Linked DNA regions of Mus musculus: all the other regions are linked to region 1. A link is a contact called in public ChIA-PET, HiChIP or PLAC-seq and promoter capture Hi-C data. All regions are on one chromosome and are shown on one strand. The core of a region is the stretch at or near the end of the contact, and the rest is flanking DNA. Distances in the headings are between cores, read along the strand shown.

The links. Promoter capture Hi-C pulls out the DNA fragments that hold promoters and counts their contacts. ChIA-PET counts read pairs in DNA pulled down with a chosen protein or histone mark. HiChIP or PLAC-seq counts read pairs in DNA pulled down with a chosen protein or histone mark.
Region 2: an H3K27ac HiChIP or PLAC-seq map of the NIH/3T3 cell line shows a contact between it and region 1, with 4 times the contacts expected there. The contact joins the enhancer-like site here to the promoter of Xdh in region 1. A contact is called at or near these places in 2 of 39 promoter capture datasets (the 3T3-L1 cell line and hippocampal neurons), 1 of 484 Hi-C or Micro-C datasets (bone marrow-derived macrophages) and 2 of 115 datasets of contacts at active chromatin or transcription factors (the NIH/3T3 cell line and pancreatic cancer cells).
Region 3: a contact with region 1 is called in an RNA polymerase II ChIA-PET map of memory CD8 T cells, with 11 read pairs. The contact joins the promoter of Lclat1 here to the promoter of Xdh in region 1. A contact is called at or near these places in 2 of 39 promoter capture datasets (the 3T3-L1 cell line and embryonic stem cells) and 1 of 115 datasets of contacts at active chromatin or transcription factors (memory CD8 T cells).
Region 4: a promoter capture Hi-C map of neutrophils shows a contact between it and region 1. The contact joins the promoter of Yipf4 here to the promoter of Xdh in region 1. A contact is called at or near these places in 1 of 39 promoter capture datasets (neutrophils), 1 of 115 datasets of contacts at active chromatin or transcription factors (memory CD8 T cells) and 1 of 9 other capture datasets (adipose tissue).
Region 5: a contact with region 1 is called in an RNA polymerase II ChIA-PET map of memory CD8 T cells, with 20 read pairs. The contact joins the enhancer-like site here to the promoter of Xdh in region 1. A contact is called at or near these places in 2 of 39 promoter capture datasets (the 3T3-L1 cell line and embryonic stem cells), 2 of 115 datasets of contacts at active chromatin or transcription factors (astrocytes and memory CD8 T cells) and 1 of 9 other capture datasets (adipose tissue).
Region 6: a contact with region 1 is called in an RNA polymerase II ChIA-PET map of memory CD8 T cells, with 10 read pairs. The contact joins the enhancer-like site here to the promoter of Xdh in region 1. A contact is called at or near these places in 5 of 39 promoter capture datasets (the 3T3-L1 cell line, the C10 cell line, hippocampal neurons and 2 more), 3 of 484 Hi-C or Micro-C datasets (brown adipocytes, cortical neurons and myocytes), 3 of 115 datasets of contacts at active chromatin or transcription factors (the NIH/3T3 cell line, memory CD8 T cells and regulatory T cells) and 1 of 9 other capture datasets (liver).
Region 7: a contact with region 1 is called in an RNA polymerase II ChIA-PET map of memory CD8 T cells, with 23 read pairs. The contact joins the promoter of Birc6 here to the promoter of Xdh in region 1. A contact is called at or near these places in 2 of 39 promoter capture datasets (3T3-L1-derived adipocytes and liver) and 3 of 115 datasets of contacts at active chromatin or transcription factors (effector CD8 T cells, memory CD8 T cells and pancreatic cancer cells).

What each region holds. Positions count from the first base shown.
Region 1 is chr17:73,948,464-73,951,544 of GRCm38.p6, forward strand. It overlaps Xdh (xanthine dehydrogenase), which reads right to left and starts at 1,733. Exons shown (of 36, transcript NM_011723.3): 1 at 1,615-1,733. The coding sequence starts at 1,665.
Region 2 is chr17:72,964,759-72,967,880 of GRCm38.p6, forward strand. No RefSeq gene overlaps it. Among named protein-coding and RNA genes, the nearest start is that of Gm23649, 21 kb to the right of the region's middle. Within about 2 kb of position 1,678, at least 106 of the 459 cell types and tissues checked have an H3K27ac peak or open chromatin away from gene starts, as enhancers often do. A contact at or near this core is called in bone marrow-derived macrophages, where this site is marked.
Region 3 is chr17:73,106,488-73,109,764 of GRCm38.p6, forward strand. Lclat1 (lysocardiolipin acyltransferase 1) reads left to right here and starts at 1,498. Exons shown (of 6, transcript NM_001177967.1): 1 at 1,498-1,669.
Region 4 is chr17:74,487,970-74,491,097 of GRCm38.p6, forward strand. Yipf4 (Yip1 domain family, member 4) reads left to right here and starts at 1,524. Exons shown (of 6, transcript NM_026417.4): 1 at 1,524-1,825. The coding sequence starts at 1,747. It also overlaps the pseudogene Gm6476.
Region 5 is chr17:73,261,559-73,264,889 of GRCm38.p6, forward strand. No RefSeq gene overlaps it. Among named protein-coding and RNA genes, the nearest start is that of E330032C10Rik, 12 kb to the left of the region's middle. Within about 2 kb of position 1,728, at least 170 of the 459 cell types and tissues checked have an H3K27ac peak or open chromatin away from gene starts, as enhancers often do. A contact at or near this core is called in memory CD8 T cells, where this site is marked.
Region 6 is chr17:73,300,833-73,303,973 of GRCm38.p6, forward strand. No RefSeq gene overlaps it. Among named protein-coding and RNA genes, the nearest start is that of E330032C10Rik, 51 kb to the left of the region's middle. Within about 2 kb of position 1,454, at least 51 of the 459 cell types and tissues checked have an H3K27ac peak or open chromatin away from gene starts, as enhancers often do. A contact at or near this core is called in memory CD8 T cells, pre-B cells and regulatory T cells, where this site is marked.
Region 7 is chr17:74,526,363-74,529,625 of GRCm38.p6, forward strand. Birc6 (baculoviral IAP repeat-containing 6) reads left to right here and starts at 1,933. Exons shown (of 73, transcript NM_007566.3): 1 at 1,933-2,439. The coding sequence starts at 2,106. Gm31645 (a long non-coding RNA gene) reads right to left here and starts at 1,838. Exons shown (of 3, transcript XR_385765.4): 1 at 1,271-1,838.

The sequences.
Region 1 (3,081 bases), core at 483-2,982:
TTTTTAAATGACAGGCTGGCTATTCCTCAGGATAACCTGACGGGACCAGAAGCTCCCAGGAATAGAAGGGATTGGTGTGATGCTACACTCTAAAAAAATCTAAAAATCACTTCTCTCCAGTGCTAGTAAAATGCAAGGAGAAGCAATTTCAGCCAAGCCAGTTCACCTCAAAAACACTCCTTTCTAGAACCAGAGGCTGACACTAAGCTATCCCCCCAGAAGAACTGTGGGTCACACATAAATCAACACCCGACCTTAGAGCAAGATATGACCTTCAGAACACTTTGAACCTGCCACTAGCTCACTGGGAAAAATTCATTTATGAGCATCCCAAAGATGATGATGTCTGTGTGTGCACAGTATTTCCAGGGAGCCAAGTTAACAGCTGTTTCCTCACCTCTGTGATGCAACCATTGGGCACAAAAGACATTTAAAAGATTGAGTTCAAAAGCCTTACTACCATCAGCTTAGGCATTTCACCCTAGCCCTTGTCTTGGTCCAAGCTTGCCCAACACACACACACACACACACACACAAAAGCAATATATCAGAGAGATTCAGGGATCCAGGGATGGGGCCACTCCCACTGAATCCACAGGCTTTACCGTACTGGTGTTGAAATGACTCCTAAAGTTTGCGTGCTAGTTAGCCAAGCAGATGCTGGCAGTCTAAGCCCTTAGGAATTCTTGAAATCACATGTCCATTCTTGCAAATTTCTTCAGAAATTACTCAGTCTCTTTAATCAACACAAAAGTGTCAAAATAAAAAAACAAGTAAAATTGTTTGGGGAGGGGGGGAAGCCTTTGGCCCACTCATGGTTTATGAAGTCCATGTGGCCAGTTACAGTGGGGGAAATGAGGGTTCTTCTCCTGTGACCTCAAGTGGGGAGCTGCAGTGCTGGGAGTACCTTGAAGGGAGGCCAACAACGCCAGAAACAATACACTTAGCTTGCTCCTTCTCTCCCTGCACCGAGTTGACCTTGCAAAGATTCTCAGGCTATCAGGGATTTTGTGGACCCCATACCACTTTACCTACATTCACAAGTGCCGTTTAAGGGGTTTGCAATATTTACATATAGAACTGAGAGATGGTGATGGAGGAGTCCTTTATGAAAATAATGACAATAATGGCTTGCCACAAGGTGTCAGTATATGTTGCCGCACAGTAAATCAGCTCTAGTTAAATCTATGTACAGGATCATATATCAGAACCAGTGGCTGTGTGTGTTTTATGTTCCGGCATTAGCATAAAAGTGCCCGCCTCCTGCTGTTTGTATTAAAGAGAGCCACTGAAACACTAGAAACAGAGAAGAAACACAGAAATAGGGAAGTGCTGTTGCCTCCTCCTCTCACCTAGACTCTGTTCCTTTTCCCACCTCTGAGCCAGTGTGTCCTCTAGCATAGAGTGGCCATCCCTCTCTCTTCCCTCCCCTTCCTCCTTTGCCCTCTGAGCGTCTTGCCTGTGTTCATCTTGCTCTAAAGTTACCAAACTACAGCAATATCTTTTGAGGGGTAAGATGAGACCAGAACACATCAAAGTGTCCACACAAGAGAAGTGACACAGGTCCCCTTTCAGACAGCAGAATCTCTAAACCAAAGGTCAACTGCCACTTACCTTTTTGCCATTCACAAAGAAGACCAACTCATCTACCGTTGTCCTCGTCATCGTGACGGCCGGAGTCCCCGAGCTGCTGCGAGGTGCTTGTAGATATCACTGCCTGCAACTTGAAAGATACGCCTCCCAGCAAAATGAAACAAAGTTAGCCAATGAGAAAGAAGCAGCTCCAGGCATGGACAGCTCTTGGCAAGAGTCACAGGTTTGCACAATCCAGGAAGGACCAGACAGCCAATCCACAGATCCTACTCTGTCCTCCTAGTCAAAGTGCACAGAGGAAAGTGCAGCCGTAGATTAAGGAAGCCTGCATCTTGGCACCAGATGACTGTGAATTCTGGGCACCTGCCCTTGTGAAACCTGCTTCATCCTCCTCCCACTTGCCATACCAGGAAGAGCAGGGAAGGAGCAGTTTGCCAGCCACTGAGGCTGATTCACTCTCTTCCCGTTCACACTTGTTATTTTCCCAAACCGGCTCACCCTGACACAGGCTCGCCACTGGCCTGCACAGCTCACTCTCTCAGGGCCTGGCAGAATGTGAAGGTCAGAGACACAGACCCTTATGTCCAGACTCAAACCCTGACCTTTGACTACAGCCTGTCACTTATCGCCTGCAGGACTCAGCTGTTTCTTCCTGGAAAAGGGACATCAGGATGACACCAAAAGCAGAAAGCTGAAAAGCAAAAGGTCTCTCGGGCGTGCCTTATAAACTTGCAGAGAATGGAAATAATCACTTTTGAACAGTCACAGGAACAATCCCAATAACAAATCATGTTCCAGAATTTCACAAAACTTGTCAAATTATCAGAGGAACTCATACACCAAAACATATTACAAGCACCAAGTAAATAAAATAAGCTAATACAACAACACCCACCACAGTCTGTTAATAGAGCTGAGAGCCCCCAGCTCCATCAAGGACCATTAGCTTCTGGTGTAAATGCCTATGCACAGCATCCACTCAGACAACACTCGTGGGCTCTCCTTGCTCCACCTCCCACCACTCCATTCCACCCATCTTCACATCAGCAGGCACTCTGTCCTTCCCCAGCCCTGCAGTCACTCAATCACTCAGCCAACCTACAGGGACACATGTGTCATCGTCCTGGAAGACCACAGAAAAGGAAGAAAAGTGCATGGTCAGATGAGCCTGGTGCAGCAACAACATTTTGGGAAACAGGACTCCTGGGACAGTCACATCATCAACACAACGCCCCTTTGCTGGCACAGCCCTGACGGAACCAAGAATGAACTTATTTGTCGGTCAATTGATATCCCAGTTTACCCTTAGACTTATGCACCAAATCCCTTCAAGTTTCTCGGTCCAGGATATTCTGGTCATCATAAAACAGTACTTGCTACCCGGAATCAAATTCCTTACGAAATGGGCAGTTTGGCTGTCTGGGGATGTTAGTGACATGCCTGGTAGGGCTGTTGTTGAAGATGATGATGATGATGATGATGATGATG
Region 2 (3,122 bases), core at 428-2,927, 980 kb before region 1:
AACTTGCTTCAAATCCACTTGCAGACAACTAAAACTCCATTGAGTTATTTCCTTCTGTCTGTAGTGTCTACGATAGAACTATTCTGACCTCGGGTGTTTCTTTCTTTCTATCTCTATTACCAGAAGCACTCCTTTAATCTTTAGAAGTTTGATTTGGCCCTTCCTTCTTTTTTTAATTCATGTGTATTTTCTTCTCCTGCTTGTTGCCATCTCTTTTCTTTATCTTATGGTTCATACTTGCATCTTTAAAAAATACTCTGTTACTTCTATTATCTTGTTCCTATCTGCATTTATTTCTAAATTAAATTTATCTTCCTAGTTCTTTGGCTCTGATCGCTTTTATTGAGTGACAGGTAATATGAATTTCACCACTGTTCAAGGCTCGACGAGTCTTCTGTAAATTGCCTTTAAATGTTGCTCTAGGATTCAATTAAGGTACTTGGGGTAATGTGATCTTTCAAGACTGGCTTTCAAGCCTTTAAGGTAGGACCAAAACCAACCATTAAGCAGGCTGACTTTTGTCATCACTGGTGCAGGGAGCAAGGTGCTATCAAGGACTTTTAAGCAAGAAAGTGACATGACTAAGATTTACACTTAAAACCATTCTTGTAGCATGAGAAGGAAAAAAGGAGAGGGCAGACAGACACAGAACAGGGTCTGCCATTCATCTATTCAGTCAAAGAGAGAAGCTTGCAGTTCAGTGGTAGCCAGTTTCCAGAGGGTGGAATAGTTGGGCCGGGTCAATGGTGCATGACATGGGCAGAGCAAGAGGAGAAAGGGGGTGTCAAAAGTGACCCTGGGTGTCCCAAATGGCCTTCTGTTTGATTCTGGGCAAATGTTGTCATCTCATAGAAAACCATAGTAGGGTTTCCAGGGGCCTGGAGTTCTCAACTCCCCTTTTTGGGTCACTCATGGACTGACTGGAGGAAGAGGTGGGGCCGGGACCACCACGCTGCTTGGCTATCTGTTGGGTTTTAAAAAGAGTCAGCGATGTTAAGAAAATATTACTGGTGACCATTGTTTTTAAAACAAACACTCATACTAGGCTCTACTAGATTAGACACACACACACATTCGATAAAGTCACCCATGCTAAATGTCTCTGTCTTTAAACTGAAACTAGCTGTTAGCAAACCTGAGAAATCAATCAAGAGCAAGAAAACTAACCAGATTTCCCAAACAGGCCCCTTTCAACTGGCATGACAATAAATTTCCTCTGCACGGGAAACACACACACACACACACACACACACACACACACACACAGAGAGAGAGAGAGAGAGAGAGAGAGAGAGAGAGAGAGAGAGAGAGAGAGAGAGACAGACAGACAGACAGACAGACACGCATGCAGGCAATCAGCTCTTTTTGAGTTACTGCCCTCTGCCTCCTTTACAGGGCATGTCCTGACTTGAGCAACACCTCCCATGCATTCTTTTCATTTTGGTTTTCCTTTCTCTAGCCTTCTGCTGCTATAAACCTCCCCCCTCTATTTAGACCACTGGCATTCTTATTCCGTTTTATGGCTTGAAATATGTGATTCTAGAGTTGAAACTAAAGCTGATTAAGATCTTTAAACTAAATTGTAATTTTGTCCTTCGGCTGTATCTAATTTTAAGGCCCTGGGTAGGGGGATTTCTCTTGCCTCTGACATCACAGACTCTTGCCTGTTCAGAGAGGAATTTCCTTTGCGAGTGCACCATCTGGGCCTCTGAGAGCCTGGCAAACGGCAGTCTCTAATGCACTGTGTTTTTATAGTGGGAAGCAAGCTTCAAGATGGCATCACAGCTCCATTTCCCTTTAGTCTAGGATCAAGTCCGGCTCTCCCTAATGATTAATTCAGTAAAGAATTTCATTCATAGAATGTAGAAATGACCTCTTCAATCCTCTCTGAGCTACCCAGAGAAAATTCCTTAAGGCCCAGACAGGGTCTGTTTAGTCTTGGTCTATAGCTGTCCTTTATCTCCGTTTTCAAAGGCGCTCCTCCACAAACCATGCCCGTATAATTTCCCCCTTTCTCCAATATAACAACATGTTTTCTGGCAGAAGACATGATTCTTGTGTTCGGTGGGAGCCGAGGTTAAAATGAACTTTGTCCACACCACTGTAGAGAAAGGGTTAAATGTTTAAAGTTGAAAGTTCAGCATCTGTGACTCACTTCCCCCTCTTATTTCCCTTAGCTATGAATTTAACAGAGATAATTAAACATCTCTAATTAGTTTGAACGAGTTTCCAAAAAAAAAAAAAAAAAAGGCCCTATCCTAGGGACCCAGGAAAGTTATCACCATGGGCGGTCCCCAGGGGCAGTCTCTTCCCTGGGATGTGTGGAGCTGAGAAGCAGCTCTGAAGCACAGGGGATGGCTTGAGGAAGTATCACGGTTCAAACACTTTGCAAACTGGTGGGGCCTTCTCTCATTTCCTCTATTTTTTCTCTGTGTGTGTCACACATATATGCACACCTAAATAAGATGGCCTAAATATATTAGCAAATTCATACTTGGGGCTGTTGTAGTTCTTCATTTAAAAAAAAAAAAGAAAAGAAGAGAAGAGAAAAATGAGAAAGTATTAACTGAAGGTAACAGACCTCCAGTTTAATCTGGCATCCTATTTTAAAATGAAAACAACAACAACAACAAAGAAATCAAAGCAAAGAGCTAAATGATCCACATAATTAGCATCATCCTGTCTGAAAGACGCAGGCCTCCAGTCTGCACATCAACATGTACCAGGCAGCCCTTAAGTGATCCTAAATACCAAAGCATGCCCAGGCTGCAGTTCCTGAGGACTGTAGCTGAAACTTCCAACATAACAAACCTCAAAACATTTGGTTTCCAGCAGGAACCGGATATGTTAGACATTTCGCCCAGGTCTGGGGTAAAGAGCGCTGCTTTAACAGAAGGGAGGGAAAGGAGGAAGGGGGGAGGGAGAGATGAGAGAGAGAGAGAGAGAGAGAGAGAGAGAGAGAGAGAGAGAGAGAAGGAGCTAAAGAGCAGAGCTGATGATGGACAACAGCATTCAGTTATGGGCTGAAAATAGAAAGAGTCTTTGGCAAGGTTTGGAGGAGACAATATGCTATTAAAGATAATTTTCAGAAAGAGATAAAAATCATGACTCGCATACAAAAA
Region 3 (3,277 bases), core at 248-2,747, 840 kb before region 1:
GGTGCATTCTTGAGAGGTTCTGGGGGATCCCCATGTTAAGTTCAAAACAATGACAAGCCTTAAAATTCCTAAGATTTTCCCAGAACTCTTGAGTTTAGAGACAAAAGTGAGGTCCGTTCAACCTCTGAGGGATAACTGCATTTTTGTGCTGCTTTTTTTCCTTCGTTGTATTTTCTGTTTTCTAATACAATTGTGGCACATCTCAAACACTTAAGTATTGAATAAAGGTAAAGGAGAGGTAACGCTGGCTCTGAGCGCGAAGGCACCTTGCATTTGTTTTTTAAAATTTAGAGTCTTGCAGAGGCAGTCTCCTGGCTCTGTTATGGGGACTGCTGGGACTACAGGCATGTACTACCACACAAGGCTACCCTGAACTTAAAAATTCATTTCTCTCTGTTTCATGTTAAATAAACAGATTAAATGAATAAACATAAATGAAAAGCTGTTGAAAGGCTCTGTCGGCTATGTGTGGACATTTCATATTTTTAAAGATGTCTATTATCTGTTAAAAGTCAGCAAGAAGGTATTGTGCAGGGGAAACGCAAAGAGGTTAAATTAACCAGTCTCTAGCATCCAGGTGCTTAGTCTGGTAGGTTTGGAGCCAGATCCAACACTGTAGAAAGGCACAAAGACCTTTCCAAAAGAGTGTCCTACAAAACCAAACCAAACCAAACCAAACTTAAAAAAAAAAAAAAAAACCCAAAAAACCAACAAACAGAAAAAAAAAAAAAAACCAAAAAAACCAACAAACAGAAAAAAAAAAAAAACCCAAAAAACCAAACAACAACAACAACAACGACAAAAACCCGACAGCAACATAAAAACTGATTGGGCCATCCAGAAGAGGAAACGTTGAGACTTGAGCAAACACTGCGAATTAGCAACAGTTGCGCACCACAGAACCTGGAGTTGCTTTTTGACTTGGGGCAAGAAAATAACGCTTGTCATTTAGTGTCTCTGCGTTTTCCATCCTGCAACTTTAGGGGTTGAATGAAGGTGCGTTTAGTTTTACACCATCAGGAACCTGGCTCTAGAACTGACTGCGTGATCATTTGCTCTTTACATGAGGCAAGAAAGTAAGAGTTGTAAATGATTGCCTCCGATTTATTTTCCATGAGGTAACCTCAGGCGTTGAAGGTGTCTTGAGTTTTGTGCCAGCAGAAACTCAGGCTCTAGAATTGGCTGGATACTAAATTGCCCTTTGATTCCTGACGTAAACGTTAGGCTTGCAAATGAGTGCTCTAGCTTTGCCATCCCCCTACGCAACCACTAGATTCCCCGGAGACCACCGCTTGAGTTCTCATTTTTGGTTTCTTGCTCCTCTACCCCTACCAGCTTTGGCAGGCATCTGCGCCTGGCCACACTGATCTGGGGCGCGGTTCCTTTAAAGGAGCTTAGACGACGCCCGGGGTCTCTCCCCACTGCGGAGCAGGGGCGGAGCGCCCGGTTCAAGGGCTTCCCACGCAGCCGGAGACGCCTTGCGTCACTGCGCCAGGAGCCAATCAGGGTGGAGCCCGGAGGGACGCATTACTAAGGCGACGGGGCTCGACGCCTCCCCGCTTCGGGATGAATTAGCGGCGGGTTCTTCTCCCAGGTTGTGACCCCCGTGGAGTCGCTGTCTCGCCCCAGTGTCCCCGCGACGTCGCGCGTTTCCCCCGGTGTGTCCCAGGTGCGCGGCCCGCGGTGTCAGGTGTGGGCTTCGGCGCGGGAACATGGCGGCAGCCAAGGGATTTTTTTTTCCCGAGTGGGCGGATGGAGAGCTGCGGCTCGGCGGCTTTTCCCCGGAGCAGGCCTCCTCGGGTGGGCCCTGGGGGACGGACACTGGCGGGAATTGGGTGGAGGGCTTAGGGCGATCGGCTCTTGGGAGGGAGGCCGAAGCCTCCAGAGCTGATCAGGATGCGGGGGCGAGGAGCGTCGGGTGCCCCTTCTGTGCTCACCTTCCTGTCCACACCACACCTCGGTGAAACCCGGGAGCTGCCGGGTCCCCCTACACCGCCTACGGTGTGTCAGGGTCCAGATTCCAGGAGCACAAGGCTTTCCAGGGGTCGCCACGTGAACGGCCCACAAGAGAGTTTTTCAGGGTTCAAGCAGTTTGTTTCTTGCAGGTGACAGAGGTGTGCCCTAGGTCTAGGTGGCAGTGCCACAGAAAGAACGATAGGCCACATTGAAGGCTGACTTCGAGTCCAATTTTCCTTTTTATTGGCATTCGCTCTAGCTAAGGGCTGGCCTCTCATGGTCCTTGCCTCTGCCCTTGTATTGGTGCGATAACAGGCGTGCTTCACCACGCCCACCTGGCAGGTTTGGTCTCTCAGGTTGTATCTTTTTTGTTGTTCTTTTTTTGTTTGTTTTTGTTTTTGTTTTTTTTTTCGAGACAGTGTTTCTCTGTATAGTCCTGGCTGTCACTTTGTATCACTATGTAGACCAGGCTGGCCTCAAACTCAGAAATCTGCCTCTGCCTCCGAAATGCTGTGATTAAAGGCGTGCTCCACCACGCCCGGCTTCTCAAGTTGTATCTTAACATCTAAGATTATGTTTGACCAGAAGCAATAAAGACAAGGCATAAGGTGTTTCTTTGTGGTTGTGGAGCTGTTTTGTTTCCTGGTTCTTGCCTGAAGGCTTAGTCGCCTCTGATTGGATGTAGACAGAGCTGAGTTTTACATTCAGTTAAGTCCAAGGAAAGTATTGAAAAAGAAATTGGTGAAGGCCTTACCAAGATAAAATGCTTCCCATTCATACCCATCACGTGTTTCGGGAAAGAAACCCCCTGTCACAAAAAGTTTAAAGAGTTGGATGGGCTACTTTTTAAAATACTATTTTGATGAAAGACTTTGCAAAATTCATGTATTAAAAAATTTGTATTTGTGTATGCGAGGCTGCATGAGTTTATATTCACCACACAGTGTGGTGACACTGGAGCTGGAGTTTCAGATGGTTTTTGAGTCACCTAATGTGGGTGTGGGGAACCCAACCCTGCTCCCTTAAAAGAGGAGTAAGTGCTTTAAACCATTGAGCTATCACGCCAGGCCTTAGACTTAGGTGTTTTTGATTTAGTAAAGGAATTGAAAAGACACAGAGCACTTAGCTTCAGTCCTAATAGCTTCTGTCTCAGGGGTGCCCCGAGTATCTTGCACTGTGGTTTCCACGTGGCTTTAATTTGAGCAAATGTTCCCACCAGGTCTAAAGAGGTTGGCTCCTGCATACGTTAGGAGGGACTCTTTCAAACTGAATCTGGGGAGATAGAGTCAGTTTGGCCTAGGATTGAGGTTATATGTAGTGG
Region 4 (3,128 bases), core at 274-2,773, 540 kb after region 1:
TAGGCTGTCCTCTCTGAGAGCTTCTACTTCTAAGTCTGAGTCCAGTCAAAAATGAGTCTTTAAGAGGAACAAATAAATAATGACCTTGAATCTTAAAAAAAAAAAAAAAAAAAAAAAAACCCCTCACTGGAGAGATGTATTGGAGGGTAGTTATACAAAAGGCTGCCTCTGATGCACAGTGGCAAGCTGTGAAGGCTTGGCCTATATAAATGGTATGGCACATGTACACAGGAAGACTACTCCACCTGTGGTAACAGTGGAAATAAATTGAATTTGGCCGCTGGTGATGACATGGCTGCTGTCGCTGTTAACAAAGCTGGGCTAGGGGAGTACCAGGCTAAGGAATGTGGGTGGCACTCGGTTTACCAACATACACACATATACAGAAGTTTAGAAAAATGAAAAGCAAAATTTAAGATTATAAACATAGACGAGTAACTAGGAAGTTGGTTTAGAGGTTAAGAGCTCTTGCTCTCTTGTAGAGACTTGAGTTTGGGTTCCCAGAACCCGCATTGGGTGTCTGCAGGAACCGCAGTTCTGAAGGATCTGAAGCCCTCTTGTGCCTTCTGCAGGCATCTGCACACACACATACCCTCAAGCACACACGCATAGCCTTTAAAAATAAAAACCGGGCTGGAGAGATGGCTCAGTGGTTAAGAGCACCGAATACTCTTTCAGAGGTCCTGAGTTCAATTCCCAGCAATCACATGGTGGCTCACAACCATCTGTCACGGGATCCAATGCCCTCTTCCTGTGTGTCTGAAGAGAGCAATGGTGGTGTACTCTTGTATAAAATAAATAAATTAATCTTAAAGAAATAATAAAAACGTAGGTGAATTTGCAAACTTTGGGTAGTTTATTAGGGAACAGATGAAATCAGCAGCAGGCAAAAAGCAAGGGCTTCTTTGCCCTAATTTATCCTTTCTGGACTGCTGCCTTCTTCATAAATTAATTTGGCCAGAGTACTTAAACCGTAGGTGGAAATTTACAGCTTTACAATGACCATTCTCCGGCCTCTTAATTTTGTTGATAAGGAGACTAAGCTTTGTCACGACACATAATTTCGTAAACATCCTATATAATTAATATATAGAATTATTGTGGCAGAATCTTGTGGTCGGAAATGAGGGGTTGAAGTCCTAAAACTTAAGTAGTTTGTGTGTGTGTTGTGTGTGTGTGTGTGTGTTGTTTTTTTTTTTTTCCTTTGAAAAAAAAAGGGCCTCACTTTTTTGCCAATGCTGCCTCGGCCTCTCTAGGAGTTCCGGGAATTACAAGCGTGAGCCATCAAACGACTAAGCTCTCAAATTGTGTTAAACAACAACGAAGAAGATATGTTTATAAAAACTCAAACAGGGAAAAAGGTAGACAGAATTATTTAAGTAAACAGCTGATGAGGGCGGAACAGAGATTTCAGAGGCCACTTCCGGTGTTGGAGTGGTTTCCGGAATCAACACAGAAACAGCCAATCAGAATCTTCTCGCGGGAGCCAATAGTCGAGCAGATTACAAACAGCCAATCCCGGCGGCGCTGTCACTGTTATGGTCCTGTCAGGGCCCCGGCGTCGTGGTGCTTGGGTGCTCGCCACCGGCTGGCCTCGGGTGCGACCTGGTCGGCAGCCAGAGGCTGCGCTTAGCTCGCGCGTCCCCTCCCTCGGCCGAGCCCGCGCCTCCTGGCTCGCAGGCCGCCCCTTAGCAGGTCGTCCCGGAGCCCCGGGCCCAGCCGCTCGTCAGCACCGAGGCCGGCGGGATGCAGCCTCCGGGCCCGCCCCCGGCCTATGCGCCTGCCAACGGGGACTTCACCTTTGTGTCTTCGGCGGACGCGGAAGGTGAGGCCGAGGCTGACCTCCGGGGCTCCGGGGCGGGGGGTTGGCAGAGCTGGGGGACTCCGCCCCTGTGCTCCCTGGGCCTTCCCGGAGGCCTCTGGGGACGAGGCAGGGTGCGGGGCGCCGGCGCTGCGGGCTGGGGTCCCCGGGTGTCCTGGTTCACCAGGGAACCCGCCGATCTGGTGGAAGGAGTTCTTTCTGAACTCCGCTCCGCAGTTACTCAAAAGAGTGAGGGATCTAAGGGAGAACAAAGTGGGGCTGTGTGGCTCTGCTATTAATAGGAAAACCTTCCCGACTGAGGTGACTTTTGGCAGGTTATGGAAAACTTACTTGAAAGGAGACGTGCTTTTATTTATTTATTTTTAATTGAACTTGATTTCTTGCCCAGATCCCTGGGTCCACACAGTTTGTAGTGTTTGGTCCCAGTGTTCAAAAAACTGTATTCAGGAGCATTTGAAACTTGAGGAATTCAACTTAGTGTTCCCAACAGTGTCTATAGACTTGGCTTGTACTGTTTGGAGCAAGCGACTGTGCTTGCTTAAAACAAAACAAACAACAACAAAAACAGGGAGAAAAAAAAAAAACAAAAAACGTTTCTACTGTGGGAAATTTCCCCCACCCCTCATTAGTTCAACTCCTTGTAACCTGGTTTTGGATTTTGCTTTTATTTAATCTTATTTACTTACCAGGGACCAGATTTTTGACTGCCCAATATGAAAAAACAAGTTGATTTCGATATAGACATGGAAATACCTGGTGATGAACCCCTTCGACCCCAGCACTTGAAAAGCAGAGGCAGAGAGATACCTGAATTAAAGGCCAGCTTAGACTACACAGTTATCAAGTTCTCTGCCTGCCGGGGTTACATACTGAAACCCTGTCTCAACAAAGTAGAAAAGAAATTTCAGTTTAAAGATGAACGTGAGTTTTCTCAGAAATCTGATTTCTTTCTTTCTTTTTTTTTTTTTTTGTCTTTTCGAGACAGGGTTTCTCTGTGTAGCCCTGGCTGTCCTGGAACTCACTTTGTAGACCAGGCTGGCCTCGAACTCAGAGATCCACCTGCCTCTGCCTCCCGAGTGCTGGGATCAAAGGCGTGCGCCACCATGCCCGGCTAGAAATCTGATTTCTATAAATATGATTTGTTTCTTTCTTAGTTTTTTTTTTTAACTCTTTCTTTGGTTTTTGTATTTTTTTTTTCATTTTTTAAAAATGAGACAGGGTCTCACCATGTAACTCTGTTTGGCTTAGAACTTTATGTAGACAAGGTAACCTCTGTCTCCCTACTTCAGGGATTAAAGGCATATAC
Region 5 (3,331 bases), core at 478-2,977, 690 kb before region 1:
CTTTCTGGCTCCACTCACTCTAGCCCAAAGATTTATTTATTTATTTATTTATTATATGTAAGTACATTGTAGCTGTCTTCAGACATACCAGAAGAAGGCATCAGGTTTCATTACAGATGGTTGTGAGCTACTACGTGGTTGCTGGGATTTGAACTCAGGACTTTTGGAAGAGCAGTGAGTGCTTTTAACTGCTGAGCCATCTCTCCAGCATGAGAAGAACTCTTGAGTGAGAACTTGCAGAGGGGAGGGCCTGCAGAGACTGAAGCAGGTGCCTGGAAGGAAACAAACGTTGGGGGACATTGAAGAATTCCCATTGCCGACCACAACGAAGGTAAGAAGGAAGAGGCAAAATAAATTTCAGGATATCCAGATGAGGGTTTAGAGCAGCAGGTGTGACCATTCAGGGAAACTGAGGCAGAGGGTAGAGCTGAGCTCAGGGAGAAGAGGGGGTGCTGTGCCCAGCTATGTGTTGAGCTGATTGGGCTCAGACAGCTTCCAGTAGACGCAGGGGTGCACCAGCCCAGCCTTTGGCATGTCAGAGAACCAGACACAGATCTGGGATTCCCTATGTGTGTAGTCGGTGAGGATTCTGTTTAAGATGGAATGAATGGAGCTGAGCTTCCTCCCTGCCCCCACCCACCCCCAAAGCTCACCTCCCACTCCCAGGAGCCAATTGTGGTTTGCTTGTAAGGATGCCTGCTGTAACCCAATGGTTTGTGTTGCCCCTAAGTCCATGCATTAAAATTCTAACCCCTGTGGTGATGCTATTTAAAGTTGAAGCTTTGAGGAGATTCTTAGGTCATGAAGGAGTAAGCCCCTATAAATAAGATTAGTGCCTTAGAAGAGAAACAGTAAGGACGAGGAAAGATGGCTCATCTAGCACATATGCTTGCTGCCAAATCTGATGATCTGAGTTCAATCCCAGAACTCACACAGTGCTTGCAATTTGCCCTCTGACCTCCACATGTGCACTGTGTTGTGTGTGCACATGCCTCCCTGACCACCACTCCTACCAAATAATACAGGTTTTTTTTGTTTGTTTGTTTTGTTTTTTTTTTAAAGAAGCAAAAAGTATTTAAAAATAATCGAATAAAAGAAACACTATGAAGCTGGGCTAATGGCATACACTTGCTGGGCTAATGGCATACACTTGCTGGGCTAATGGCATACACTTGCTGGGCTAATGGCATGCACTTGCTGGGCTAATGACATATACTTGCTAGGCTAATGGCATACACTTGCTGGGCTAATGGCATACACTTGTGAACTCAACATCTAAGAGGCCAATGCAGGAAGATGGTGAGTTCAAGGCCAGCTTGAGCTACAAAGCAAGACTTTATTTCAGACAATCAAACAAAACATCAAGACACCGAGTGTTCCCTAGCTCTTCAGCCATTGGAGGACATAGCAAGAAGACACTGGCCACAGGCTCTATCAGCCTTGTGCTTAGATATACCTGTTCTTAGTTGTGTGGAGACTAACAATGCTGTTCACTTCCCATTCAGTGGTGGTTTTGTGTTAGCATCTCAGACCGACAAAGCCTTCTGCAGACTCACACATCTCCTGGAAGATAAGTCATCTGAAAAGCCAGAGAAACCTCTACCATGCCTCAGACACTGAGTGGCAGTCAGCCAGGCCGTGGTGCTGTCTTTCTGCCTGAGTCACCGGGAATGATTTTGTGTGTGGTTACGCTGTAGCACCTTTGAGTGACAGAGAGAGTGGGCGGAGGCTGAGTCATGTGAGCCTCTTCCGCAGATGGTGGAGGAATGTGAGTCACACCACATCTCCAGTGCGTAGGGAGAAGCAGCTTAGAAACCCCGCAGAGACCATGTCCAGAGACAGGTCTCAGGGCCAAGCTTGCTGATAGCTGGTCCTTAACAATGATGGGTGTGGCTGTTATTTAAATGGGCCTTTACAGATCAGACATTCACCAGTTTTTCCTCACCAAGTCTCAGGTTATACTATTGTCACTTATGTGGTTGTCAATAGTTACCTTCATCTGCCCCCAGGCTGTGGATGTAGGCACTGGGCTAGACTTTGCCATCTTTTCCTTGATGTCAAGTCCATCTGAAAGAACAATTGAATAAGCAAGTGAATGAGTCTCTCCCCTTGGGATTGAAGTTTAATACAGTCTACGAGTATACACACACACACACACACACACACACATACACACACATATATATATATATATACATACATATATATATATATATTCATTCTATTCTGTATACACAATAACTTTGGAAGACTAAGGATATGTGATACATTAATAGTAGAGCTTACTTCCTGAAGATGGAGACTGAGGACTGGAATGGTTGATTACCTTATCATCTTCCTTGCCCCTGTTCCCTTCACATATATATGTGTATATATGTATAATATATATTGCACAGAGAGAGAGAGAGAGAGAGAGAGAGAGAGAGAGAGAGAGAGAGAAACAGAGACACACAGAGAGAGACAGACACACAGAGAGACAGACAGACAGAGAGAGAGACAGAGAGAGAGATTTTCAAGTAGCCCAGTCTGTCTTCAAACTCACTATGCGGTCAGGATAACCTTGAACTTCTGACTCTCTTGTCTCTTCCTCCCGAGCGCCCACTCTCTGCAGTGCTGGGGATTGAACCTAGGACTTCATACCTGCTAACCACGTGCTCTACCACTGAGCTACAGCCCCCCTCCCATTCTCCTCTCTCATTCACTCGGTAACACAGAAAACATAGTTTGTGTCTGTCTACACAGGCTTGATTTTGTACCCCAGGTGCTAGTCCTCTGACCCACACTTAGGTTTGGAGGTGCTGGCTAGCTCCTCTCATGGGTGCCATGTCATATTTTAGATCAGTAGCATCTGCAGCGTAGCCAGATGGGATTGAGCACTTAGAAGTAGGCAGGGGTGGTGGCGGAAGTGAGTGTGTGCTGAATGAGAACCCCAGATTACTGGAAACTACATTGAGGCCTAAGCTAGGTGACAAATCAGAGGTTATTAGAGCTAGAACTGTGGGTAAGCCAGAACTGTGCGTGTGCCAGGTTGTCACAGTGAGAAGGTTAGGATCTCCATAGTGCAGAGTCTCTTTTCATCCCTTACACCAGTGATGGGTAATCTCCCTGGTGGCATAAATCCAGAGCCTCGCTTTCCTGCCCTTTCCCCAACTATAGATCTGAGCACTACGTAAACTTCCCAGTCTTTGGCCAAGGAGGCTACAGGCAGAGCATTAGGTATGTTGGAGGAGCTTTGACCTGATGGTTAGAAAACTAGGGTACAGGCTTGCTTTTATAAGTCCATCTCTTTTGTATTCTGTTAACTTGAATTTGGCCCGAAGTGGCCCCTGAA
Region 6 (3,141 bases), core at 204-2,703, 650 kb before region 1:
GCAGGCCCAGGATAGCCTTCACAAAGTCCCCCAGTGAGTCTGTTTTCAGTGCCGTTGCCCCCATAGGATAACTGCCTCATGGTCTGTCTTTCCAGAGAGAGATAGAGATAGAGATAGAGATAGAGATAGAGATAGAGATAGAGATAGAGATAGAGATAGAGATAGAGATAGAGATAGAGATAGGGATAGAGAGAGAGAGAGAGAGAGATAGAGAGAGAGAGCCTGAGCTGGAAGGACCGGAAGGGATGAAATAAAACTCACTCATCAGTTGTTCAAGAATTTTTAAAAAGTTACTGCCCCAAATACTTTATAGGCAGAGGTACTGCTGGCTGGGTGTGGAAATACACTCCAGATCCACACATATATCAGTTTAAATACCAGCTCAGCAATTACTAATTGCATGCTCATCTCAAGTTACTTCTCTTAGCTTTTAGTGTTATTTTCCCAGTGTTAGAATGGATGGTAATCTTTACTTCAAAGACTTATAATTCACTAGAGACATACAAAACACAGAGCCAAGCATTGCCTCTCAACTCAAAATCTTCAGTGCCCGCCGACTTTGAAATTCTTGGCTTGTGTCTCCTTTCCCCACTGGTGTAATGTTCATCATCACCACTAGATGGAGATAGCGAGGCATCTCAAGGCTTAGTGTCGTAGCCAACAGCACAAGGGAGTTCCAGGTCCCATCTCCAGTGAGTGTCTCCAGTACCCAGCAGGAAGCCTCCTGGGCCCCAACGTCAATCCTTTAAAGAAAATAACTGCCTTTTATTCTTGGTAATTGCATGTGCATGTGAGTTAGCTTTCCCTATTTAAGTTGTGGGTGTGACATAGCAGGTGTTTTGAAATGGCAGTACTCCAGCTCTCACCTTTAGAAGGTTGGTGCTAAACATGATTTCATAAGAGAAAGTGGCCACGCACCATCAGAGGCTATGGCGACTCTAGAATTTGTATCCTCAGTCTGAGCCAATTACCACTTCCTTCCGGGTGGGGGGCGGGGTGTCGGACGGGTTACTCCTGTACAGACCTCTGCTGCCGTCTAGGGAAAACCTTATCCCACGAGTGTCTACTGTTTTCCCTCTGCAGACAATGGCATTTGGGGGTGAACTGAAGTCTTTGCATGCAGTATCTGAGTCAGTGGCCTGATCTGTTACACAGCCATACGGGGATGGGGGCGGACAGAAATGACATAGGTGAAATCCAGGATTCCTTTATTGGGCTTTGGGCTACTCCTATCTGGTAAGAACTCCGTATTAGACTTGGGGAACAAGTGAAGGCTTCAAGGGCCATGTCAAACTAATTGAAGAAACTAATTAGGGCCAGACTGAGGCATAACTTTAAGGGACCCACTTCAGCCTCCAATGCTCACATTGTGAGTTACTGCTCTTGGTTAACCACAGCCCGGAGCAGACTTCTGGCAGGCTCTTTGCCTGCAGGGCCCGCTGTGGGGCTGGACAGTTATTGGTAGGTTCGCCACTAGGTGTCACTGTCTCACCAGCATCTGTCCAGGGATGATGGCTAACTCCAGGTAGGTGGAAGAGGTTGTTCATTTTCATGCCGATAAACATCCAAGGTAGAGAGAGACGCATCTGCTCCCATGCTGTGTGGAGAGAGCGCGGTCCCGCATACTGCCCCGGACAGTGTGAGTCGCTAGGGCTGTTAGTGAACCAGTGGGTCTTTTTCATGGTGATTAAATGCTGCCTTCCGTGCTAGTTGCTGCTTAGACTCTTAGGAACTTGTTCCCCAACCCTGATGTATAGAATAGACCTTAGAGGTCCTTGTATCAGTCTTACTTTTCGGAGAAGGGGCCCAGACAGAGAAAGCCTTCCCCCTAGGACATCGCCCAATAGAGGCAGAGCAGACCTGAGCCTTAGGCTGGGTGGTTCTGGGTTAAGGCTGTCTAAGCCACCATGTTCCTTGTTTTCCACTGTGCTCCATCAACTCTGCTCTTACCATTCACAGAGCAATCAGTGTATGCTCTGATCTTTGTTGCTGCCCTGAGCTGGAAACATATATAGACATAAGATACCATGGCATGTGATAGACCCAAACAGTGTGTGTCTCAGGGGCAGCATAGGTCGGGAGCAGGCGATTTTCCTCTCTTTGGTCAAGAGCTCTTTTCCAAGACTCTTTCTGGGGGCATAAAAGGGACAGTGGATTCAAAGATTATGGGGACAGGTCCACAAATAATCTATTATCAAGTGGAAGTGGTATATACATTCATGATCAGGCCCAAGAGGGTCCTGCGGGTGCAAGCAAGTTACACCAAGTTGTCTGAATGTGTGTATTTTCTCCTCCTGCTTCAGTGCCTTCTGCTCTAAAGCATGAGCCTATAGTTTTGTGGGAAGATGATGGTTCTGTGTGTCATACAGGAGCCACCCAGAAGTGGACAGCTGCAGCATTCTAGCCCCCTCTTTGGGACAACCGTGAGATGGCAGTGAAGGAAACGTTAGGAAGGACACAGGGTTGTATATTTGGCTGTGGCAACTCGGATGATACCCAGGTTACGGTCCTCATAAAGACCACTGGACACTTGCTGGCCCAGGAACCTTAGAAGGTAGAAGAGTTGAAGCAGCAACTATGACCACCAGGGGGCAGTATTTCACCACATTCTGCTTAATCCAGGACCATTCTCCCAACACTGAAGAAAGTTATGTCTTCTTAGGGAATTGCAATAATGTTCTGGGTGCAGAAAATGGATAGGTATATCAGCCTGGACTGAAATCTACTTCCCAAAGGCAGTATTGTTTCTCTTGTCGCACCTTATAACCCAGCAGCTATGGAGTCAACACAGCCGCAAAACCAAAGAAGCATCCATGTGTTCGCCAACTTTGCACGCAGGCAGTTCTTCGGTGGCCCAGAGTTACTCGGAGTTGTTCTCTGAGGACATTTTGTGGTTTCAGATCGAAGGATACAGAGTTCTAGGTATGTCCCATATGCAGCATGTGGGAGAACAACCAATGTATCCAAACCCATTTGCAGATGATGATGGCATGCCCCAGCGTCAAAAGGATGGGCACCGCTGCCTGTGGCTAGAGACTCCAGCCTGTGCACGTCCGAGAACCAGCCTTCTTTTCCTCCTCTGCCTTCTATCAGGCTGCAAAATAGAGCCCCATTACCCATTCAGCATTCGTCGTCTTCAGA
Region 7 (3,263 bases), core at 683-3,182, 580 kb after region 1:
AGACTAAGAGACAACTGTTGCTTAATTCTCCTTAGTAGTGTCCACTAAAGTCCACTTAGTTTAAATGTAGCATTCTAGTTTCTGGATTCCCTTACCAACAACAAGACAGTGTCTTGATTTGTATCGGCATGCTAACCAGAAGAGGTCTGATTAAAGGATAGTTTGGTCAAAAGTGATTTTAAAAACAGTTTCAAATAGTAGCCTTTAAAGTTTCTACATAATTGCTGGTGGTTTAAAGAAGGATACTCATGCCGGGTGTGGTGGCGCACTTGGGAGGCAGAGGCAGGCGGATTTCTGAGTTTGAAGCCAGCCTGGTCTACAAAGTAAGTTCCAGGATAGCCAGGGCTACACAGAGAAACCCTGTTTCGAAAGACCAAAAAAAGGATACTCATTTCTTGAGTAGTGGTATAGGGCAGTCCTAGCCTGAACAACTTCGGTCCTTTAAATAAAGACGTATTTTGAGAGGGAAGCTTGTGTAAGCAGCATGGGGTTCCAAACCAACTGCTGAATTCAACCTCTAGCTTCTGGTAGCAACAGCCTCCAAGTGCTGGGATGAAAGGCGTGGGCCACCATCACCAGGCACCAAACAATTTTTTATTGCCTCAAGTTTTTTTTTTTTGGAAAGGATCTTGTTAAATAGCGCAGGCTTGCCCAGAATTCTTAGCATTACTGTTTCAGACTGGGATTCTAGGTATGCGAGACCACACCCAGGCACCGCTACACTGTAACTACAAGTGACTGACTGACAAGTAACTGTTTCAACATAAAGTTTAAGAAAGATGTTCTTTCAAATCTAACGAAGGAGGATACTCCACTGTTACAGCAAATCTCTCCAACCCAATTATGCTCTGGCAATGAAAACACGACACAATTAGTATGAATACATGCTGTGCGCCTAGATTGGGCAGATCTACAACCACTACACTACCATCTTCCACATCTATGAGACCACTTAGAACTTGCGTTTTCTCCAGGCCATGTTCTTCTGTTCTGCTTTTCTTCTTCCTCCTCCTCTGCCTTCTCTGTCTCAAACCTCCTTCCTTTCTTTCCACTCCACTTTCCCTTTCTCTGCCCAATCATCAGCTTTCCTTTATTTTACAAATTAAGGTGGGAAGGTTTACAAGAAATCACCTAAGTGCTGACTCATTCCTTGTTCACAACTCCTCACAGGAGAACAGAATTGACATCAAATATAATTAGCCCCAGGGCAATCCACAACACCCCACCAAAAATCATGTAAATCCTTTGCAATGAGCTACACTAGGCTGACCTGTAATGTGTCCAGCACCTCATTAATGAGCATGTCTGTTTATTAAAAGATTTGGAACTATCGCTTCTCAGTCTTCTAAGATCAAGTGTAAAAAAAATCTGAAACTAGGGCAGGCGTCGTAAAAAAAAAATCAGGTTCAGTTCCAATGAAGAGGCTTGTCAGAGTGTGCAATGATAGAGGCCTACTTCCGGATCTCGCCTCCACCCCGCAACGCCCTCCTCCTCTGCCCCGTGCTGGGAACCGCTGGGAATCAGCCGCCCTGGCCACGAAGGGGCCTCTGGGCGTACCAGACAAGTCGCGCGGGCTCGGGTTTGCCTAGCGGAAATGCACAGGGCCCAGCACCACCCTCCCTGCCACGCGCAGGGCGGAACTCCCGCCGATACCACTCCCGGGGCTCGAAGGAAGAAACTGGGACGTTGAGGACGCAGGGCTGGCTGGAGCAGCAGCGCGTGGCACGCGCCTAGTCCTACCACGCATGCTCCGCGCTTGAAAAAAAAAAGTTTCAGCCCCGCCCCCTTCTTCTTCTGAGGCCCGCCTACCGGGCCCTGGGAGCTCTTCTGCGCATGCTTACTAGGCCAGGTCCCGCCCCTGCCCCGCCTTTTCTGTGCCTTCGGAAGTTCCTTATTAGCTTCCCTCTGCTCTGGCTAGATCGGCACTCCCGCGCATGCTCCACCCCCTGGGCTCCGGCCCCTCCTTTGGTGCGGCCCTCTCTCCCCTCCCCCGCCAGCCTGCGAGCTCGCTTGGCCTGGCCGGCCTGGCGGGCGACGTTCCCTGTGCGTGCAGGCGCTTGACTTCACTTCCGGCTAACGCGCTCCGCTTTGCCCCCTGGCCCCGGATGGTGACTGGCTGTGGTGCTGCACCTCCCGGGACTGTCACTGAGCGGCTTCCCAGTGTGATTGTGCTGAGCGCAGGCCGGAAGATGGCGGCTGCGGCTGCGGAGGCCTCGGGCCCGAGCTGCTCCTCCGCGGCGGCGGCGGCAGGGGCGGGGGCGGCCGGGGTCTCCGAGTGGCTGGTGCTGCGGGATGGCTGCATGCGCTGCGACGCCGACGGGCTGCACAGCCTCTCCTACCACCCGGCGCTTAACGCCATCCTGGCCGTCACCAGCCGCGGGACCATCAAAGTCATCGACGGCACGTCCGGGGCCACCCTTCAGGCCTCGGCGCTCAGCGGTGAGCGCGGCACGCCGGGCGGGGGCTGGGCTGGGCCGGCCGCGGGCGGAGACGGGTTGTGGGGATGCTGGTGGAGGAAGCCTCCCAGCCTCCGGGATCGGGATCGGCCTCGGAGGGACAGCGTGGAGCGGGAGGGTCGGAGAGGCCCGGAAGCTACGGCCGAGGACCTTCGGACTCGGAAAGCAGCAGCTTTTGGGGACGGGAACTCGGTTTGGCGGGGTGCGCTGCGAGTTGCTTTTCGGGCCTTTTGCATCTGAACCGGCCTGGTCCTGTGGGAGAGATGTGGAGGCCTTGGAGGTCGGTGCTGGTGAGGACCGGGCCCTCGCTGGCCTCTTGGACGAGATTTTGGGCTAGCTCCGGGCTGGACCAGAGGGAAGGGCTGGCAGTCTTGGCGGTGGCGGGAGAGATGGGTGGCCGGAGGCAAGGGGCGGGAAGCGTCCAAGCCGGCTGTCTTGCCCTCTTTTCCCGGCGAGTAGCGGCCCGCCGGTTGTCGTCTGGTCCTGTAGGTGCGGGGACCTCCGAGGGTTGCGCTTTCGCACAGGGGGCGGGCTGGAGTGGGCACTGGGATGGGGAGGTCAGTAGGAGAGGGAAGGCCAGCTGCCTGAACTGTGCTTGCTGGACTATGGGACTCGCAGAGTGCAAAAAAAAAAAAAAAAAAAAAAAAGAAAAAAAAAAGGTTAGTATCGGTCCTCTAGCTCTGAGTGCTCCCTCCTTCCAGTGTCAAGAAGCCTAGGCCCCTTGTAATTAGGTGGAACTTCAAGCCCTTTCAACTTGTTTTAGCATAGAGAGCTAGAGATTGGTAGTTGTAAGTATGTCTGGGTCTC